Regions from separate parts of the Mus musculus genome. Here all the other regions are linked to region 1. A link is a contact called in public Hi-C and promoter capture Hi-C data. All regions are on one chromosome and are shown on one strand. Each heading gives the region's core, a stretch centred on a gene start, on an enhancer-like site or on the middle of the called end of the contact. The rest is flanking DNA. Distances are from core to core; before and after follow the strand shown. Region 1 holds the start of Paxx (non-homologous end joining factor). Region 2 holds the start of Lcn5 (lipocalin 5). Region 3 holds the start of Anapc2 (anaphase promoting complex subunit 2).

Evidence for each region. Hi-C and Micro-C count contacts between places; a contact is called where the count stands out from the background. Capture Hi-C pulls out chosen DNA fragments and counts their contacts.
Region 2: a contact with region 1 is called in a promoter capture Hi-C map of pancreatic islet. The contact joins the promoter of Lcn5 here to the promoter of Paxx in region 1. A contact is called at or near these places in 1 of 39 promoter capture datasets (cranial neural crest) and 1 of 9 other capture datasets (pancreatic islet).
Region 3: a contact with region 1 is called in a Hi-C map of natural killer cells, with 4 times the contacts expected there. The contact joins the promoter of Anapc2 here to the promoter of Paxx in region 1. A contact is called at or near these places in 11 of 39 promoter capture datasets (the 3T3-L1 cell line, the C10 cell line, the HPC-7 cell line and 5 more), 5 of 484 Hi-C or Micro-C datasets (CD4 T cells, the G1E-ER4 cell line, group 2 innate lymphoid cells and 2 more), 4 of 115 datasets of contacts at active chromatin or transcription factors (the SCID.adh cell line, effector CD8 T cells, embryonic stem cells and 1 more) and 4 of 9 other capture datasets (adipose tissue, liver, macrophages and 1 more).

What each region holds. Positions count from the first base shown.
Region 1 is chr2:25,459,713-25,462,714 of GRCm38.p6, reverse strand. Paxx (non-homologous end joining factor) reads left to right here and starts at 1,621. Exons shown (of 7, transcript NM_153557.1): 1 at 1,621-1,928; 2 at 2,000-2,060; 3 at 2,221-2,270; 4 at 2,358-2,548; 5 at 2,641-2,706; 6 at 2,856-2,940. The coding sequence starts at 1,804.
Region 2 is chr2:25,656,409-25,659,410 of GRCm38.p6, reverse strand. It overlaps Lcn5 (lipocalin 5), which reads right to left and starts at 1,459. Exons shown (of 7, transcript NM_007947.3): 1 at 1,314-1,459; 2 at 957-1,093. The coding sequence starts at 1,430.
Region 3 is chr2:25,270,995-25,273,996 of GRCm38.p6, reverse strand. It overlaps Anapc2 (anaphase promoting complex subunit 2), which reads right to left and starts at 1,531. Exons shown (of 13, transcript NM_175300.4): 1 at 1,320-1,531; 2 at 460-1,082; 3 at 65-197. The coding sequence starts at 1,481. It overlaps Ssna1 (SS nuclear autoantigen 1), which reads left to right and starts at 1,579. Exons shown (of 3, transcript NM_023464.2): 1 at 1,579-1,699; 2 at 1,869-2,068; 3 at 2,416-2,958. The coding sequence starts at 1,648. The coding sequence ends at 2,523.

The DNA.
Region 1 (3,002 bases), core at 372-2,871:
TCACTCAAATTGGTAAAACAAACAAAACAAAGCAAACAAACAAAACCAGCAGCTCCATGGGAGGCTGAGAAACAAATCCTTGCAGACTTTAGCAGCCTAGAACAAGAAGCAGCGATATCTCCAGGTCCTTAAGGTCTGGGACAGGCCCCTCGAGTGGAAGAGGATGCCGTTCACCATCTCCCAGACCTGAGGCCTGGACAGGACTCTGCTTCCTGGCTCTGGCTCTGGCTCTGGCTCTGGCTCTGGCTCTGGCTCTGGCTCTGCCTCTGGCTCTGCCTCTGGCTCTGCCTCTGCCTCTGGCTCTGGCTCTGGGGCTCTGGCTCTGACTCTGGCTCTGGCTCTGGCTCTGGCTCTGGCTCTGGCTCTGGCTCTGGCTCTGGCTCTGGCTCTGGCTCTGGCTCTGGCACAGGCAGGCCTCCATACTTTAATATCAAAGGTTTTCCTGGGTTGCCTTGTGCTGTGGTGAGCAATGCAGTAGGGATGGGAGAAATGACAGACATCATTTCTGCCATATTCCAGTGGCTAGAATAGAAGCAAGACCTTAGATGCAGCTTCTAGGAGGGGGTCAGACAATGGTGGAGATGCAGGCAGACATCAAGGCTGAGCCAGAAACTCCTAAAACCAGGATGTACGGTACACAGTGAAAAGCAGGGAAAGTAAGACATGGGAGAGAGGGATGGAGACTTGAGCAGAGGTGAAATGTTCTACATGGATCCTCAAGAGGACACTTTCAAAAGAACTACAGGTAAGTACACCCGGCTGGAGACAGGCAAAAACCCATGCACGCAAAGGCTCTAGTCCGGAGCCTCAGCAGGGTTGAGCAAAACTAGAGGAAAGTGGGAATTGAGTATGTTTGGCTGATGGCACTTTTCAAATGTTAGCACAGTTCACCAAGTTACTAACCACTCTCACCATGGTTCTCATAGGTTCATGCTAGCCCTCTTCCACAGCCTTGGGAAGACTTCTGTTCCCATCAGGCCTCCTCCTGAGCACACCCTTTGCTGGGCTCCATTCTCTGCAGGTGGCATCAGCCCCTACTATGCAGGCCCTGTGTGGATTCTCATGAGCATTTGCTGCAGTGTGAGTGCTGTCCTGTCGGACTAGTCATCTCTCCCATTAGATCTCAGGTTCCAGAGACCTCCTGTTGGTGAAGGTGTCCTCAGGGCTGACAGGTATCACACAGAGGGTGGTGACTCAGACAATGGGAGGGTATTGCCCGGGAGAAAACTGCATCTCCAAACGTTTCCACATGTACTGTACTTACTCTTGTATTTTGGTTTGTTACAACTCAGCTTTAGAAAGAGATGTGTTTATATCTAAAGTGACAGGAAGGGACAAGTGACCAACAGTTTGGAGGCCCTGCAGTACAAGCCCTTGGGGGATAGATAGGAAAGAAGACCGGCATTGAAGAGCGGCAGATATGTTGCTAAGAAGGACCCAGAAAAGCGGAAGAGCACAAGGAGTGAGACCATAGTAGATCTCTGTTTGGATGCAAGGGCCAAAGAACAGAGCCCAGAATAGCACTGAGTAGCTAATGCGCTAAGCCCCGCCCTCCGAGTGCTTCCCGCCCCGCCCCACGTGCTAAACCCCGCCCTTTAGTCAGCCTCTTACTTAATGCCTGGTACCCGGAAACAATGTCAACCTTGAGTACCGCCCATCGCCTCGTCCTTCCGTCCCTCCAGAAACCAGAAGTTCCGCCGCCGAGCGAACACCTTAGATTGTGAGTCACCGAGTTTGTACTTCTGCGCAGGCGCCCTCAGCCCACATCTAACTTGGCTCCTGCGGCGAGACCGCCCTGCTGTCATGGCTCCTCCGTTGTTGTCGCTGCCGCTTTGTATTCTGCCGCCGGGTTCGGGCTCCCCCCGCCTGGTGTGCTACTGCGAGCGGGATAGTGGTGGAGACGGGGACCGCGACGACTTCAACCTCTAGTGAGTGGAGTCTAGGGATGTGGGGTGCGGGAGCATAGCGGGCACGGTGCCTGACAGCCCCTCCCACCCAGTGTGACGGACGCCGCCGAGCTCTGGAGCACCTGCTTCTCGCCTGACAGCCTGGCGAGGCTCGTGAGTAACAGTGCTGGGGATAGGAGACAGCTGGTAGCTTGCCACCCTCCCCCTCCCCGTGGCAGTGGTTCTAATAGCATTTCCAGGGTAGGGCAGTTTGGAATGTCCAGTGGGTCCAGGGTCCTGGGCGGGGTTAGTGACAATTCCTTGTTCCCAGCAGAAAGCCCGATTTGGCCTAAGTGGGGCTGAAGATATCCATTCCCGGTTCAGGTGAGTTCCAGTTAGGGAGGCCATGTGAATGAGAAGCTTGGGGTAGTGCTAACACATCCTGGCCATAACACACATCTCCCTCCTTAGGGCAGCCTGCCAACAGCAGGCAGTAACTGTAAGCCTGCAAGAAGACAGAGCATTGATAACCCTTTCAGGGGATACCCCTGCCCTGGCCTTTGACCTCTCCAAGGTGCCCAGCCCGGAGGCAGCCCCCAGGCTGCAGGCTTTGACTCTCAGCCTGGCAGAGCATGTATGCAACCTAGAGAGGCGGCTGGCAGGTACTGTATGTGTGGGCACCTGTACCTTCCCTCAGGGGCATGCTTTTGCAGACCCTCCTGGCATTGAGTGAGATGCCACGACTCTCTCTTAGCTGCAGAAGAGACCATCACTAGCCCCAAGAAGAACACCCAGCCAGCAGGCACTCAGTTCTTACCAGGTAAGGGGTGGGCCTGGCATGTGGGCTGGGGCTGCTCTTTCTCTGGAACTGCCTCTCCAGATGTCTCATGGGAGAATCTTTCCATGTGGACAGAGTTCTGGCCAGGGTTCTTTGGAGTTCAAGATTTCCCTGATCCTATTTTCTGGCAGAACTTGATCACCAGAGAGGCAGCTCTGGGCCTGGGGTCAGGAGACGGTGTCCAGGGGAGTCTCTCATTAACCCTGGCTTCAAAAGGTACTTGCCACCTGTCTCCCCTGCCCTGGTCCCTTCCTTTTCTTCTATGTATTTACATACTC
Region 2 (3,002 bases), core at 210-2,709, 200 kb before region 1:
ATGAATAAGCCATCCAGGAGCATGGAAACACACATCTGAGGGACAAACTTCCTAAAGTGAAGAGATACACGTTGGGGGAGTTACTGAGGGACACACTTCGTGGTAGAGGGACATACATATGTAGGAGCATGCTGAGGAGCAAAGACATATATGTGATGTCCATAGTCTCTGAGTAACAGAGTCACACACAGCTGAAGAACACAATATTGAGGTGAAGAGACATGCTTAGGTCTGAAGGACACATATTCTGAGAGTCAGGGACATACTCTGATATAAGCATATTCATCTTGTAGGACACACATTAAGATGACAGGATACACATCTAAAGGTACACACTCTGAGGACCATGGTAATATACATATGATGACACACTTCTTGGGGATCAAGGACATGCATGACCGAGGGAAGCAAGGTCATACATCCGAGGGCCACTCTGGGATGAAAGTACACACTTTAAAGGGACCTTCTGAGACCATGTCTTTGCGGAAGAATCTGGCTTCAACTTGTGGAACCGGAAGGTGTCTCCTGGCCAATCGATATATGTGAACTTTGGCAGGGATGGATTGCGTACCAAGATGAGGAGATAACACGGGTCAACCTTGCCTCCCTTCTCAGACCTTGACATCTGTCTGTCAGAAGCTGACATATCTCATGACCCTGGAGCTAGGAAACTGGACCTTAAGGCTGTCTGGTCAGCTACTCGCTTTACTCAGAGTCCAGGATGACAGGGGGAAGGCCATAGAGTTGTAGGCCAGCCCCTAAACTGACTTGGTAGACAATGAAACATCCACAATGCCAAAGATGTCTGGCCTCATCTGAAACGGTTGCCTCCCCATCCCCCTCTATTGCTGAAGCTGCAGCACAGATGTACACAGAGGTATCTCTGGGGAAAGCCCAGATCACTGTACAGACTGCCCCAACTTCCCTCTATGGCCATAGATAAAGCCTTAACTCACTTGTAATAGGTGGTGGTCAGAGCCAGAAGGTTCTCTTTCAGCTCAACCACCATGGCTCCCATCTTCTCCTCCTTGTGTGCCAAGCCGTATGCACCCATCTTGGAGGCAAGGGCAATTTCATACCAGAAGCCTAAAAACTAGGGGATAGGGAGTAGAGAAAGGAACTACCCAAGTGTACCATCATCCAGGACCTGAGACCCTGGGGGCCATTCTCTGCCCCTCCTTTCCAAGGGATGCAACAGTCTAGAAAGATCTAGTAGTAAAGGGTTCTACATGGTAGAGTACTGAAAGTTGACTCTGGGCAGGAGCCAACCCCCATAGAAAGCACTGAGCCTGGCCCACCGTAACTGTGACTACCTTGTTTACGTCGAAGTCCTTCACCACTGCAGCCTCTGTGCCAGCTGCCAGCCCCACACACAGTCCCAGCAAGGTGAAGAGCATGATGCTCTCCATATGCCTAGCAACTGAGCACATGGGTTCAGCTCCCCACCAGAAGCCATAGCTTTTGGCTCAGAGCCTCTGGACTTTATATCCTTCCCTGTGGATGCTTGGAATCTGCATAGAAGGTTCTCATAGGTGGGTTGGAAGCACACTGTAAACCAGTCAAGTGGATCACCCACCTGCTAGATAGTGGGACCCTAGGGGACTGCCTCCAGGAGACACAGATCTTGCCTCTGGGTGTCCACTCATGTATGCATCTATCCATCCACTCAGTAATTGAGCCTATTCTTTCCAGATGTGTGGGTGACAGAGCAGGTTCCACCAAGGCTCCTTGGCAGGCTTTGGTCATAGGCACAGGGGCACAACTCTGTCAGCTGTAGCAGGTGATCCAGGCATCAGAGGCCTGGAGATGGCGGGGGCAGGACTGAGGGCACTAGAGCCATTCGTGGTTGAATCTGTGCAGTTCTGTGTTCAGCAGACTGAGACTCTTAAGGAGTGGGCCAGAACATCATAATCCCTCCAGCCCTGTGACTGTCTTTCTAGTACTTTGAAGAAGCCATGGCAGTTAGCCAAGGGCACCAGATGATCAACCAACATGCCCGGGCTGAAGCCAGCACTGCTGCCCCGGCATTATCTTTACCCACAAAGTTGTCTTTATGGACAGAGACCACAATTTCCAGCTTCCAGGTGAAGAGCTGAGCATATAGGGCCAAGCCACCTGTGCAGGCTCAACAGCAAAGAGACAGCCTCTTGTTATATCAACCCTTAGGTATAGCTCAGGCCCTGATCCTTCAGGGCACAGATAAGGATAGAGGGATATTGTCAACTACAGCCAGTGTTCAAATTATAAGGAGAGGGAGAGAGGAGCCAGGGAGAAGGCATGAAGAACAGTTAAGAACTATAAAAATTATTCAGGGCTATAAAAGTGTAGAAATGGATATGTACTGTACACAGAAGTGGTGGCCCATTGGATTCTCTGGTAACCCAGCTAATGGGCCGATGCACCCTTTTTCTCCCTGACAGAAGCCAGTGTTCCCAGCTCTTGAAACCAGTCAACCAGCTATTTTGAGGGAGCCCAGATCAAGTCAGGCAACCACTGGGACTGTGCCCAGGCTCCTCTCCATCTCAGCCAGCCCCAGATGAGCAGCCAAGTCTCGAGTCCTCCCTGCAAACCTCAAAAGAATGTTGGGTCTGTTCAGAACTGAGCTGTCTTGATGCTGATAATCTCATGCTAGAATTTGTGATTTGGAAGTGATCCCTGAAGGCCAATGAAGCAAGCTCTGGAACTTCTGGCACCAGGAGTTTTGTGCGGCCGCTGTATGACCAGCAGTAAGGATCTGTACTCTTAGAAAGTCTCTGTGCAAAAAAAAAAAAAAAAAAAAGCCTCCTGTGTTTTGATCAAATAAACAAATCCTTCAGGATCTTGCTAACTGTATGCTGCCACACCTATCCTCCAAGATTCACACAGCAACCACTGCAAAACCTTTGCCATCTGCCCACCAAGCTCCAGACTGCTCTCATTTTTGCTTGTAGCATCCTGGGGTGCCACCAGCACTTATGAGCAGGAGGGACACTGTCACAGAGTGAGAAGGGGAGACACTGGAG
Region 3 (3,002 bases), core at 282-2,781, 190 kb after region 1:
ATCAGGTCTACCACAACTCCACTTTTGCCTTTAACAAGAAACAGACCAGAGAGGTGATTCTCACCTTGTGAAACTCACGCAAAAAAGAGCGCTCATACTCTCCTCGGCAGCGGTCTTCCATCCTTTCCCGGGTCACCTGATGCAGGGTGGTTGTCACGGCCTCAGCACAAACCCGCTCCAGCAGACTGAGCCTATGCCTAGAAAAGATCCCCGCTCATGGAGAACCCACAACACACATCTGTCCCTTACCTAGGAGGGCTCTCCCCATAAAGATACTGCACACACACCCTATGCCTATGTCCAGGACAGTATAAACGTGATGAACAATAATCCCTGGTTACAAGTATGGGCAAAAAAGACATCGCCAGTTAGTCTATAAGCTCTATTGAGAGGTCTTTTGAATTCAGGACTAATGAAGCTTGCAGAGAAACCGCAGCATGGTTAGGAAGCAGTACTCACAGGACCTGGCTCAGCTGGTTGAACTGCTCCAGTGCCTGCCGGCACCAGCACTGCTGCTTGTCACTGCCACATCCTGCGCACAGAGGACTCTGCAAAAGTCGGTAGTACCTGCGGCGGGCATACCGGCTATCTAGCTCACCCTCTAGTTCCGGGTCTGTGCCCCCTTCTCCTTTTCTCTTGCTCTGCATATAGACTCTCAAGAAACGACCATAGAGGCGCTGGACCATCTCCTGGAATGTCCTAGGGGTGGAAAAAAACAGGACTCCCCGCAACATAGTGTGAACTTTCTCCCGAAGCCCCTGAGCTCCAGCGCCCATCAGCAAGCCCAGACGAGTCCATTTCTCTAGGAGTTCTAGGCTATGCAGATAGGGATCCAAGCGGCTTTCCAGCAGACCGAACGCATCCAGGAGCAGCCCAAGGCACTGGGGCTCATCGACAGAGTTTTCTCGCAGAGCGATGGCATTCCAGAACTCCGTGGCAATATTGCCTTGAAGGTCGTTCTGCAGCACTTCCACGAACCACTCCTCCAGGACAGAGTGCAGACCGTGTCCCCTCAGAACCTCCACCGCTGCACGAAGCTCTTCCTCCTTTGGTGGGACTGCACCGCTGGTCCGGGAAGACGCCTGGAGCACGGAAAACCGTGAGCAGAGGGGCGGAATAGGGGTAAAGGGAGAGGAGGGGCATGGAAAAACCCAGCAACCGAAGAGCTGCCAGGGAACCAAACAAATCAGGTAGCTGAGGAAGGAGGCAAGCCCACTACAGGCAGGCCACGGAGCTGTGAGGCCCCAAGGGTGGACCCCCTAAAGTATGCAAAGTCGCGGGAAATCTGCACAGGCCCGACAACCTTTCCCCGGCCTCACCAGCCCCAGCGCGGCCGGCGGCACCAGACCGGTGCTCACAGTATTCCAGGCAACCAAGAGCTCCTGTCCAGGCCTAGAGTCGCAGTCATCGGAGGCAATAATTGTCGCCGCCGCCGCCGCCGCCGCCGCCGCCGCCGCCACCGCCACACCCTCGGCCTCCATCACTGTCCACAAAACAGACCCGCCCAGTAGAGCGCACGGTGATGACGCAAGCGCGGACCTGTGGCGCAGCCGTGACGTTCACCAGCCCGCGCGCTTTGTGGGCAGTGCGCAGGTGCGGACTTAGCTGTGCAGGCGGCGGTTGAGGCTTCCGGACGCGGTGCAGACCATGACCCAACAGGGCGCGGCGCTGCAGAACTACAACAACGAGTTGGTCAAGTGTGAGCGTCGGGCACTGAAGGCCGCGGGCCGGGGCCGGCCGACCCACTCGGGAGGCTGCGTGGACATGCCTCACGAGCCCCGCTCTGCGGCCTGCCCCTCTGTCATTGCTGGTTGGGGTCGGAAGCTCACGAGTCCCCACCCACAGCTCTGTCTTCCCACCCACCCTAGGCATCGAGGAGTTGTGTCAGAAGCGAGAGGAGCTGTGCCGGCAGATCCAGCAAGAGGAGGACGAAAAGCAGCGGCTACAGAATGAGGTGAGGCAGCTCACGGAGAAGTTGGCCCGCGTCAACGAGAACCTGGCGCGCAAGATCGCCTCTCGCAACGAGTTTGACCGGACCATCGCAGAAACCGAGGCCGCCTACCTCAAGGTGGGGCTCTCAGATGTCTGTTGTGAGTGCCTTACTACCATCTGAGGCTAGGTAGGGCCCATTGTGGTTCAGAGGCTGTAGGTGGAACAGTGGGCTGTCTGTGGGTTCCAAAAGTGAGCATTGGTGTATTGGACAGAGTACACGGTGTGGGCCTGAATTAACCCAGCCTGGCTTTGCAGGGTGGAAGAGCTCTGGGACAGGTGCAGAAGGGAGGATGGTTTTACTCCATAACCAGTTGGCTACAGCACAGATGACCAAATTGAGATTTCCATCCTCCATTATTAGAGCCTGAGGCAATGGGACCTTCCTACCAGAGAAATAACATCCTTTTATTTCTCTGGCCCCAGATCCTGGAGAGCTCTCAGACTCTGCTTAGTGTACTCAAAAGAGAAGCTGGGAACCTGACTAAAGCCACAGCTTCAGACCAGAAGAGTAGTGGAGGCAAGGACAGCTGACGAGTGCCTGTTTCAGCCGTGGCCTATGGCTGCTTAGTCCTCAACATGTCTGTCCTAAAGCATCTTTGTTCTTCGTGGCCTCAGATGTCTTTTATCTCTGGTGCCCAGAGGGGCAATTTCTGACCTCCACCTGCCTAGACAAGAAAAGCCCTAGGACAGTCCAATGGAAGAGGTGTTCCCAGCTCCGTACTCACATGTGCTGTGGGGACCCTGAGCAGCTCCATGAGGGGCCTCTCTCTGAAGCTCCTGAATCCCTTTGGGCTACCAGGAATGTCCTGGTCCTGGTCTGAGTACTGTGGGAGCCCCTCACTTTGTCTCCCCAGCCACTAGGGCCCCAGGCCAGACATGTTGAAGAAAGAATCTTGACTCCAGAACCAAAACCTTAGGGCCCATCCCCATGGCCTCTGGTGTTTCAATAAAGGTTGTTTTGCAAGATCTGTGTCTGCTAGCTACCATATATCCTGTTGGTAAGAAGACCT